Regions from separate parts of the Sus scrofa genome. Here regions 1, 3 and 4 are each linked to region 2. A link is a contact called in public HiChIP or PLAC-seq data. All regions are on one chromosome and are shown on one strand. The core of a region is the stretch at or near the end of the contact, and the rest is flanking DNA. Distances in the headings are between cores, read along the strand shown.

Region 1 (2,700 bases), core at 172-2,671, 550 kb before region 2:
CTACCCCCTCTCCCTGACACTGAAGCCTGGTTGGCGGGGAGCACCCTCCCCACCATGAAAGGGGAGTTTCTTCTGTAGGGTCTGTCTTTTATATTGTCTCCATATGCCTCTTCTTGAAGTCAAGTGATAAAGTTGCACTTCTGTTTCCAATGGCACCCGTCCAGCCTGGAGTTAGACGGGCAGCTTTGTGAGAGCCCTCTCAACTGGGTCACCAAGTACAGTAGTGCAGCTGGAAAGTGTTTTCTCACCGTGGTGTCCCAAGACTGTGGTTAGGCTCAAATTCCTGTGAATGTGACTAAAAAATGTTTGTGTTTTAGTCACAATCACTAACAAATTATGCTCAGCCCTTCAACACACAGACCAAGAGAGAGCCTGACCCCATTATCAAAACTCAAACCCAGATGGCGAGGAGTCCCTGCCTAATGAGGGCCTTTCAGTCATTTCAAACAAATTTCTTGTCAATCATTCCACATTGCATATGGGGTCTCCTTTCAAAGGCATCAGAGCATTGGAGGACTCGGAGGCCTTCCAGAGCAAAGCAATGCCTTCTTCCTAAAATTAGTGACTCATTTTCCAAGAGTCTAAAGAACATTTCCCCCTTTTCTCTTCTTCCTCCCTCCCCTCCCCAAGCAAAAAAGATTCTGGTTCATCTAAACAAGATGACCATATCAGCTTTAAACCTTGAAATGGAACAGCCAGAATGTCTGAATGACATTCTTGGCTCATGATTCAGAAGGGGGTTGAGGGGGAAAGCAAGCTCAGAGGAGAGGGTGAATATGAAAAAGCTTTATCAAAATGGGCAATGCTTCTGGTAAATAGATTTACCAGAAACTAATTACAGGTTCCTAGTCTCCCTTTGGTTGCAATAAGGAGAAGCACCCCAATGTCTAGAAACTGACAAAAGTACAGGGTATTCCCTTGTATCTCCATATTTCCAGAAGAAATGAAGAACTCTGCTCTGGGACCCAAAAGGCTGGTCCTACGAGCCTGTCTGGATCTGTGTTCATTCCTCTGAGCTTGGCTACTTCTTTCCTCTCAGGGAGCCTCTTTGCTTTGTTCCCTCCCTCCTCATACCCTACAGGCTTCCCTGGCCACACAGGACCAGCACTGATGTTCTCTCTGGCCTCTTGCAGGCCAGGCAGCCATGCTCAGTGGTGGTGGTGGATTCTCTCCTGAGAGGCATCTGCAGCTGTGTGTCCTAGGAAAGGACGGAGCTGATTGCTGTGCATGAAGCAGGAGGAAACCAGCATAAATCTCCATCCTAACTGCCCCAGTGGGAGATGTGCAAAGAAGAGAGTGAGTAACATGGAAGAGCGGGGTACATCGTGAACAGATGGCCAAGACCACGGTGCTGAGGGACAGAGGGGCGCCATGTCGAGAAGTTCTGGAAATTGCTGTTCCTGGGGATTCAAAGAGGGTTTAGAGTCAAACAAAGAAGTCTGATGGGGTGAGGACTGAACTCCATTTTCTGTGCAAGTCTGAGCAAAGAGAAAGATAAACAGAACCTTTCACCGATAGGCATATTTCAGAGTTCAAGTGTGACATGACGGGTCCAAAATAGATTCCACATGATTGGAGCAGATCCAGAAGCCCAGTCCCTGAATAGCAATCAGGGTTGGAAGCTAAGAGCCAGCATCCACTATCATCACATAAAACATGGAAGAAACGGCAAATCCTACACAGCTGTTAGTGAATAAGGACAATCTATACATGGAGCTTTTGTGCTACAGGCACATTTTCTTAAATTACTCAGCTTAGTTGAAATTAAGGGTCTCTTTGACTTTCTCCAGGTCTTTAATGAACACCCAGAACCTTACAACAACTTTCTTTTCATGAATTTTCCTTTCAAAGAAGGAGAGTTATGCTCTTTGCAATACTCAATCCAGGCAGAACTAATCACCCGAGGGCTTCACGCTGGTTTATTTTCATGGAAAGTGTCTCATAACTTGAAACCCATAGGGTCACAAGCATCTCAGAAGATACAGCCAAAAAGCCCAGGAGCCTATGGCTTCATCGTGAGGGATGTTGATAAGTCGGGGCTGGGGCGAGGGGCGGGGGGGGGGGGGCTTCTTTTTCAGGAACAGGGTAGGCTATTCTATTGTATAAGTGATACTTCCTGACAATCAGCAGAAAGACCATAGGAGAAAGGAGGAATTGAAGAAGAGAGGGAAGAACAGAGGGAGGAAAAGAAGGGGCAGGGCTATAGGAAAACAAACAGGGGATGGAGTCCATGGACTCACACATTTCCAATTCCCTTTATAGACACATATTCTTCTTTAAAACAGTCATCAGAAAAGCATCATGATCAGGTCTTCCCCATTTGGCTTATGTTTCACATGTTTAAGAAAGCTTTACAACTTTTATCATTCAAGAGGTCAACTACAGGTCCTTCTCCAGTCTAACATGTACCCTAAAGGCCTCCTGTTCTAGAAGCATCTTTGTGAGAGAACATCAGTCCAGGAGTGTCGATCCAAATTCTCTCCACCATTTAGGGGGAATGATACTATTAGAAAAAGTAAGCAGAGTGAGAACATGTGGGGGATCAAATACTTACAGAGGAACTGCTGGGCAGCTTGTTTTACAGCTGCATTCAAACTGGCCGGACAGTCCACATCCTGCCTCCAACCAAAATGACAGATGAGACAAGTGAATTTTTCCCTCTGTTGATAGTTTCTTCATTATTTCAGCATCTGAAATGCA
Region 2 (2,700 bases), core at 200-2,699:
CCAGCAACCTTGGGGTACTTTATTTGGGAGTCTCCTGGAGGCACGTCCCTGCGGGATCTTCTGTGAGGGAACCTTTCTACCTCAAATTTTCCCGTGTGTGGGAAGACCACGAAGTTATTAAAACAGCGTTTCCCCTCTCCTGCCTAGTCCCATTCCCTAAACGGGCATAAAAACATCCCCTGAACCGGCTGCATCTACAGTTCTGGTGGGGAGGGTTGGGGGTGGGGGTGGGGGTGGGGGAGAGGCACAGGAGGCTGGCACTGAGACCAGCTCCAGCAGGAATTTGCCCCACACCAGGACGGAGGGTCTCCCAGGGAGACAAAACCCAGCTGGAGAAATCTCGGCCTGAGAGCCCCTCGCCCCACTCGGGGGAAACGACCCGCCCGGCACGAAGGATGTGACTCCCGATCCCCACGCCGGGAAACTGGAAGGCATGCGGAATCTCGAGGCTCCAGCAGGGTGGAATCTCAAAGAAAAAAAAAAATCTGGAAAAAAAAAAAGCTAAATTTGAACAAAACTAAACTACAAGCCCTCAGGTCCCCGAGTTGCAAACGAGGTGGGGGAGGAGGGGGCGGGAACGGCCACGGCGCACAGAGTGGGGGGATGTGGAACCAACTCTGAACTCTATCCCCTGCAGAGTCGGTGCCTACGGGGGCTCCAGCAACGCGCGCTCCCACTCTCAAGGTTTGGACTCACAAGGGAGGCCGAAGGTGGGAGGGAGAGGAGAGAAGGATAGATGGAGGTGGCGTGGGGTGGGGGGGTTCTTTTTCTTCCTCCTGCCTGCACCAGCCTAGGGGAACTGGAGGTGGCAAAGCGCGAAGAAAACTTTGGAAAGTTTTGGTAGCACGGTTAGCAGCGGAGACGCAGGGCAACAAGCTGTGCTTGGATGGGCACGGGGGAGCGGGCTGGGTGCTACTGGGAGACCAGGTCCTGAAGCAGTTAAAGATCCAAGTCTCCCAGGTCAGGTCCGCCCCAGCCCCAGAGGCTTCAAGGGGCCAAAGGACTGTGGGGAGTCTGAGGACGTTTCTCTAGGAGACAGACCGGGCGGAGCTGGGAGTTCGGCGGGTTGTATTGGTGCCGAAAACGGTACTCAGCGATGGCTCGGAGCTTCAGCAGTAAAGACTTGTCTGCCAAGGCGGGATTAGATCCGTCGGCTCAAGAGCTCGGTCCCCCACCTTCCCCTACCCAGCGAGGGCCGTGCGGGCGCCAGGGATGCTTGGGGAGCTCTGCTCGGTTTCCAGTCGCGCACCGGGTCTCCGCGCACCACGTGCGCCCAAGGCCTCAGGTGGGCACATTTGGGAGAGTGCGCCGGAAGGGGTGGGAGCCACGGAGCTATGATCAGGCTTCTGCCGACTTCCCAGCCAGATCCTCCTTGCTGGAGGCAGGACACAGTGAGTGGCCCAACCCAACTTCTCCCCGCACCCTGGGAAGGAAGTGTGGTGCGCTCGCTGGAGCGCGAGGCCGCAGCCCGCCCATGCCGCATACGGCCTGGCATTCTGCTTTTCCTCACTGCGCACCAGGGAAAGGCATAATTCAATTATACCATCCAAGTGCAACACAGCCTTTTCCTCTTTTGCTCTGGAGCCTAGGGCGTTTCGAAGAGGAATCTCCCAATTCTCAAATAAATACCTACCGCTCTAAAGCCGAACTGGGTTCTGTACTAACTACTGGGGTTTGGGGGCGGGGGGAACGGGAAGAATCCAAATTGGATATGAATTTACAGCCTGAAGCAGCTTATTTAGGCTCATGGAGTGCCATTCCAAACGACACAGCTCGCGCTATTTCGAGATACGTTGGAGATTGGAGAGAAAACAGGGTTATTTAAAAGTGACTCCCTTAACGCAACTTTCCTTCTCCGGCTCCCTAGGTGACTGCGTCAGGGCTCCAGCTTAAGGCGGTCTGGTCGGCCCAGCCTTTGATATTTAAGCCTGGCCTGCTCCCGGGTGAAACTACCTGTTGGGAGATTCCGCAGCCTAGACGTTTGGCCCTCCTTCCTGCCCACCCCCCCGCCCCCACCCGGTGCAATCCTGGCGGCGACGGAATGGTTCTGGGTTGGCACAAGAAGGGAGAAGACCAAAGAGTCGAGAGTATCGGACAAAGTCAGCTGCGCCTGGCGTTGCCCAGAGAGTTGCCCCCCCCACTCCGCCCCCGGCTTCCGCTTGCTCTTGGGGACAGGGAGGTGGGCCCCAGAACGCTGTGTGGGGCCCCTGGCCGCAGGGGTGGGCACAAACTCCACACGATTCTCTAAATTCGGAAACCACAACGCGTTGCAGTTTGTACTGGCACTTTGGAGCAAGTCTAACTTTAGAAAACAAAAAGCCTCCTAGCTCTTCCTCGCGCCCACCCCCACCTTGCAACGATAACACCCCTCACTTTTCTCTGCACCGAAATTCACTTTACTACCTCTTGAAAATCGGAAAATTCCGCGGCGGCTTGGACGCGCTGCAACGCAGAGGCTGCTTAAAGCTCTTGTAGGAGTTTCTTGAGGGAAATCACTCTGTTCTTGAGAGCAAACAGAATCTCCGTATTTTTACACAACCTAACTGGATGAGGGAGCGGAGCTAGGAAGGACAATTTGAGCCTTTGCAGCCCGTTGGAGGAAATTTCGGAGACTGGGGATAGGGGGTGCTTTTCTCTCACAAGAACCTGTGGGAAGGATAGCTCCGTCTGGCCCTGGGGCTGCAAGTTTCACTTGGGAAG
Region 3 (2,700 bases), core at 77-2,576, 680 kb before region 2:
TAACTGGCAAAAGCTGTGAATAACTGCTTGGAGCAGAAAACTCAGAATTCACAGCATAAAACTTGGTTCCCCTCCTTTGAAATCTGGGAGAAAGAAACTGCACTTTCTATACTAACCTTCTATAGCAGCTTGAAAAAAAATTCAATCATATTTTGCATAACCAGCACACAATCCCACTCTTTTACATAGGTTCTGCCAATGCCCAGATAAAAAATCAAGTGTCCTTTGAGGAGAGTCCTCTGCACATTTTGGTTGTGAACATGTCCTCTCATCCTGTAGTTTCTTCAAAATACCAGATTGGACGCCAGGATGAGAATGTACAAATGAATTACCCACAGTCTGCTAGTTCATTTTTGCACACCTCGTGCTTTTAGTATTATTTGTTCTCTTACCTCTGACCTGGTTCTGTCAAAAGACAATTTCAGAGTGGGAAACTCCCTAAGGTCTTCCTCAGGAATGATTTCAGCCAAAAATTAATTGAGTCTCTGTTATCTCCTTTCTCATTTTTTCTATGGACCTTTTGCACTATATCCATCTCGCTGTTTTTGGCTGGCTTCCTCCCTTCAATTTATTTAAAGAACTGCATATTGTGGGCTTTGCCATTGCTTGCAGAGAGCTGTGTGTGTGTGTGTGTGTGTATGTGTGTGTGTGTGTCTGTGTGTCTCTGTGTGTGTGTGTGTGTCTGTATAGGGGATCTATTTACTTCTGAGTTAGCATCTGACTGCCCATATTTCCTGGGCTCTGTTATTGCTTCTCTTGGGCAGGCTGACTTCCTAGTTTTTAAAAGATGCTTTCCCCAAGAATAGCCTCTTCCAGAATAGCCTCTGGGATACTTATTGCCCGTAAAGCAGGAGGAATTTTTTTTTTTTTTTGGAATGTCTGAGATTTAGATGCATGGCACACAGCTTTTTGGCCTTCTAATAGGTAATTGGTATTTTTAGAGGTCACCAAGATTTTAAAAGGTACTTGAAAATATATGTATTCATTTTTATCCCCCAGACTAATGCCTACAGTTTTCTTGTAGCTTGCTTTTCTAAAATTGAATAATCTAGTGAGCTAAAAAAATTTCTTTTTGAAATGCTAAAGTCACATTTTTGTGACCACCATGATATACCCACAATACTTCCAAACTAGCCTCCATACATTGCCCAGAACCTAACCTAGCTGACATATGAATTATTTATTGCTGTGCTACAAGCAAACCTCAAACTCAGTGACTTCAAACAACAAGCATGTATGACTGCTCATGAGTCTACAGGTCAGCAGAGTAGCTATTCTGGTCTTGGCTGGGTTTACCCTTGGATCTGTGGTCGACTGGAGATTAAGCCGGCAGCTCTAGGCTGGGCTCTTTCACATATTTGGAGGTCAGCTGGTTGTAAACTGGTCTGGGCTGACCTTAGCTGGGACAGTTGTACTCTCCTTACATCATTTCTCACTCTCCAGCAGGCTAGTCTAGTTTATTTAAATGACTGTGGCAGAGTTCCAAGAAAGTATGGAAGCAGGAAGGGCCTCTTCTAGTTGAGACTTATAACTGGCATATTGTACCTTAGCCACATTCTGGAATAAGGCCAGACCAGATCTCACGGAGAAGGACAGAATCTAGTTCTTGAAGGAGGAGTTGCAAATTCACATTGTAATGAGGTGTAGATATAGAGAGAAGACAAATTGGGGCCACGTTTATATTCAATCTGCCTGCCCCTGTTGATCTCCTTTCATCCTTAGTTGTAAAAATCAAAGTAAACCAAAAAAGATTTACTGGTTACCTACTATGAACAAAACATCTTATTAGTCACTGATAGGACCTTTTCTGCAGAAATTTAAAATCTTAGGATATAAAAAGGTAAAAGTTAGATACTCTTACCAGTTTTGATTTATGAGTAGGCTATGATACAAAATTTCTTTTTTTTTTTTTTGAGTTGATTATTTAAAATCTGGAATACATTTTCCCATAGAAACATAAATTGTAATTTGGAACGCAGACAAAGTCATTTTTAAGCCATAATTTATGGTATACAATATAGTACTCAATTATATCATAAATATTATAGGAAATAATTACCTGCGTGAGAGGTTTATATTTAAACATTTGTCCCTTAATTAGTACTAAGGAAATACCAGTAAGTCTCTCACCAGCATCCTCCCCACCCCCTAATTTGGGGATAGAGCTGGAAGATGATTCACTCTGAAAGTAGAAAAACTGCATTGCACACCTTTATATCTCAGCACTCTTAAGTGCATTATCTGTTTAATTTTTGTAATAGACTGCTGAAGAAAGCATTAGTATATCCTTTTTATATTTGAGAAAGTAGAAAAACCAGTGATGATATATAACTCACACAAGGGCCTAAAGCAGGAAATTTTTGTTATGAGTGTCCACATAAGTGCAAATGTCTTGCTTTTCTCACAATTCCTCTTTACCCTGCTGAAACAAATACTGTGAGCAAAGGAATGTCACATACAATATCTCAAATGAAATAAAATTCATGGGCTAAAACCGAAGATACATACCAAATGCAAACATCATGGGTTCAGAGACAGTTTGTAAACATGCCGCTGATATGGCCATTTTGCGTCCCAAGCATCTATTAGAATATGGGATGCTCTCCCAAATGGAACTAAAGAACAAAAGTGATCTTTCATTTGAATTAATGGAAACAAAGTATAACATTATCCACCTGAGCATCTACCAGACTACAGAGC
Region 4 (2,700 bases), core at 123-2,622, 640 kb before region 2:
ATAACCTATAAACTAGATATTCTATCAACTCTAAAGTATTGCTATGCTTTCCACATATTCTCAGGAGTGTTGATTCTCTACATTTTCAAATCTGAAAATATCCATTATTTACCATGTCTAGCAATGGCTGGAAAAATGTTCCTCAACCTCTATGGAGAACTAGTTCCTCTTCTAAAGGAATATTAACAATGATGGCTCCTCATCTCTATTACATCCTTGACCATTTTCACTTCCCAAAGTATACTGTTAGTAACATTTAATCTGAGTTCTGCATCTATTCAAGGTGTTTGCCAATCTGTCCATTTATTCTTGTTCTTCTAGCACTAGGCATATTTCCTAGTATAAAATATGTGCCCTGTTAATATTTATTGAAAAAATAATATATCTGGTGACCACTACATCTGGCTAAGCACAATGTCTGATTTAATTCTCACAATATCATGATATATGATTACTATTTCTAATTTACATATTAAGACATCAAAGTTGGAGGGTTTTTGCTTCTTTAAATTTCTATGCCATAATTGGCAGAGGTAGGAATTTAAGTCATGTTTGTTTGTCTCTATGATGTGTAGATAAATATTTAATAACCAGCTCTCTGAGAAGCAAAAGCTGTGATTAGTAGCACATGCCAATTTCCATGATGTAAATACTCACACTGTGGTCAGTTTTAACCTATTAAAGTAACATCAATGGGTTCACAACATTTAACAGCTTGCTCTTGCAAGCTGCTATAGTCTGGCTTCAGCACACCATTAATTTCAGTGTAAGTATAGAGTGCTTTCAAGTTAAGCTCAGGCTGCTGGACAGGCTGTTGGTCCTATCTCGGTAGCTGAGGATCTCACCAATAGCTAGAACACAGTCACCCCCTGTAACCTTTGGCTGTTATGACCTCTATATTCCAGACTATTTTGCAGCTGGTCATATCATGGACAAATCCACTCATCAGAAATGCTCTCCCTTCCCTAAAGAAACCCACTTCTGCTCTTAGGCATGAATTAAGCAGAACAGAAGATTTTAAGTAATCCCCAAATATGGCAGTCTTCTGACTTCCTGCCTTAAAATAAAAGGGGGAAAAAAGCATAACTATTTGTTTATCAAGGAGGACTTCTTTGAGGTGTTTAGTTGTTTTGTGACAGGAATGGCAGTTGATAAGTAGTATTCATGTCCAAATAACGATGTTATTATCTGAAGCTGCTTATTATTTGTGTCTTCAGGCAGAAAAAAAAAATTTTTTTAATCTCACTGAGTTCCTAAAGTTTTCTTGGGATTGAATCCCTAAAGTTTTCTTGGGATTGTCTGGACTCACTTGGAATGCTAGTGAAATCCACACAGGATGATTAGAGGGGAATCTTTCGGCACTCTTAAAAAACTCTCACATTATTTTCTCCCTTGGGAAGCTGCTCAAGAACATGTTGTATTGGGAGTGAAAAGCCGCTAGGTCAATGGAATCATTTCTTTGTGACTTGGGGATTTCTCAGAGCCAGAAATGTTATCCAAGCTTCATCCCTGTGACTGAGGAAAATTGCATCAGCTGCTCACAGGATACCAGATTTCAATATGACATCTATTTAAGCAATGCCCTGGATGGCAGATGTTGGATCTTAGTTACTGGATGCATGTGTGAGTGAGTGCATTGGAGCCTGGCTTGTTCTCTCTGGCTTGCTAACAAAAGTTTGAAAAATTATTTGGGAAAAGATAATGTCAGACTAACATGACTGTCAGGAAGAAAAGTTGCTACTTATGCATGCTTGTGAGTGTATACAAATTGGGTAAATACAGTTCTGTATGCATTGGCTAAAACTACACATGACGTGGATGAAAGAAGACAGAAAATAGGTGAAGTCTACAGGTTAAGGTCAAGAGACTTCATTTTTTCTGCTCTACTCTCTAACTCTATAACTTGGAAACATTACTTAGTTTTTCTTGTCCTTAATACTTTTGAGTAGAAACATGGGGTTTGAAATCTATACAATCATTTACTCCTTTTTTTTTTAATTCCTATATTTCAAGTGATAAAATTAAATAATGGTTTTATTGCCAAAGGTAGATTGAACAAAGCATATATCAAAGGGAATAAAAGATACCCCAATAATAATATTGAAAAAATAAGTTATTAAGATTTAAGAAAAGTCCCTGTGATTTTTTTTTTTTTTGCCTTTGACCAAGGCAATATCCACATACATCTGGACGAAGGTGAAAAAAAATATGCCAATCACCCAGATGGTACTAAGTGTTTGATATCTGTCATCTTACAGGCCAAACACCTGGATAATTGCATTCATTTTCACTCTTTAGCCAGATGTTTTGAAATCATAGAGGTATGGCTTAGATAAAAAGTAGATGCTTTTAATTCACAAGGCAGAATAAGGTGCAATAAGGGGTAAGAAGGAAAGAAAATGAGCAATTTTTGACCACCTACTTCTTGTCAGATATTTTCCTTCCTATTTTATATTTAATCTTTATAAGAAGACCATGAGGCATTATCCCCCACTTACAGGTCAGGAAATGGAAGCTCAGGAATTTAACTTATTTTTCAATGTTATATTTGTAATAAGTATTAAAGCTGGGACCCAAGTTTCTTTATGATGGAGAGAAGTATCAAAAATGAATACAATTAATTTATAGGTAATAAAATTAAGAGCTGAAGACAATAGAGTTGCCACATAAATAAATAAAAGAGAGTATACAGGCACATAT

Evidence for each region. HiChIP or PLAC-seq counts read pairs in DNA pulled down with a chosen protein or histone mark.
Region 1: a contact with region 2 is called in an H3K27ac HiChIP or PLAC-seq map of skeletal muscle, with 9 times the contacts expected there. The contact joins two enhancer-like sites. A contact is called at or near these places in 1 of 47 Hi-C or Micro-C datasets (skeletal muscle) and 1 of 2 datasets of contacts at active chromatin or transcription factors (skeletal muscle).
Region 3: a contact with region 2 is called in an H3K27ac HiChIP or PLAC-seq map of skeletal muscle. The contact joins two enhancer-like sites. A contact is called at or near these places in 2 of 47 Hi-C or Micro-C datasets (both in skeletal muscle) and 1 of 2 datasets of contacts at active chromatin or transcription factors (skeletal muscle).
Region 4: an H3K27ac HiChIP or PLAC-seq map of skeletal muscle shows a contact between it and region 2, with 9 times the contacts expected there. The contact joins two enhancer-like sites. A contact is called at or near these places in 4 of 47 Hi-C or Micro-C datasets (fetal skeletal muscle, heart right ventricle, skeletal muscle and 1 more) and 1 of 2 datasets of contacts at active chromatin or transcription factors (skeletal muscle).

What each region holds. Positions count from the first base shown.
Region 1 is chr1:208,702,657-208,705,356 of Sscrofa11.1, reverse strand. No RefSeq gene overlaps it. Among named protein-coding and RNA genes, the nearest start is that of MPDZ, 480 kb to the left of the region's middle. Within about 2 kb of position 1,421, at least 5 of the 83 cell types and tissues checked have an H3K27ac peak or open chromatin away from gene starts, as enhancers often do. A contact at or near this core is called in skeletal muscle, where this site is marked.
Region 2 is chr1:208,148,845-208,151,544 of Sscrofa11.1, reverse strand. All of the region lies in intron 1 of LOC100514506 (a long non-coding RNA gene), which reads left to right. Among named protein-coding and RNA genes, the nearest start is that of NFIB, 32 kb to the left of the region's middle. Within about 2 kb of position 1,449, at least 36 of the 83 cell types and tissues checked have an H3K27ac peak or open chromatin away from gene starts, as enhancers often do. A contact at or near this core is called in fetal skeletal muscle and skeletal muscle, where this site is marked.
Region 3 is chr1:208,823,942-208,826,641 of Sscrofa11.1, reverse strand. No RefSeq gene overlaps it. Among named protein-coding and RNA genes, the nearest start is that of MPDZ, 360 kb to the left of the region's middle. Within about 2 kb of position 1,326, at least 16 of the 83 cell types and tissues checked have an H3K27ac peak or open chromatin away from gene starts, as enhancers often do. A contact at or near this core is called in skeletal muscle, where this site is marked.
Region 4 is chr1:208,784,398-208,787,097 of Sscrofa11.1, reverse strand. No RefSeq gene overlaps it. Among named protein-coding and RNA genes, the nearest start is that of MPDZ, 400 kb to the left of the region's middle. Within about 2 kb of position 1,372, at least 7 of the 83 cell types and tissues checked have an H3K27ac peak or open chromatin away from gene starts, as enhancers often do. A contact at or near this core is called in fetal skeletal muscle and skeletal muscle, where this site is marked.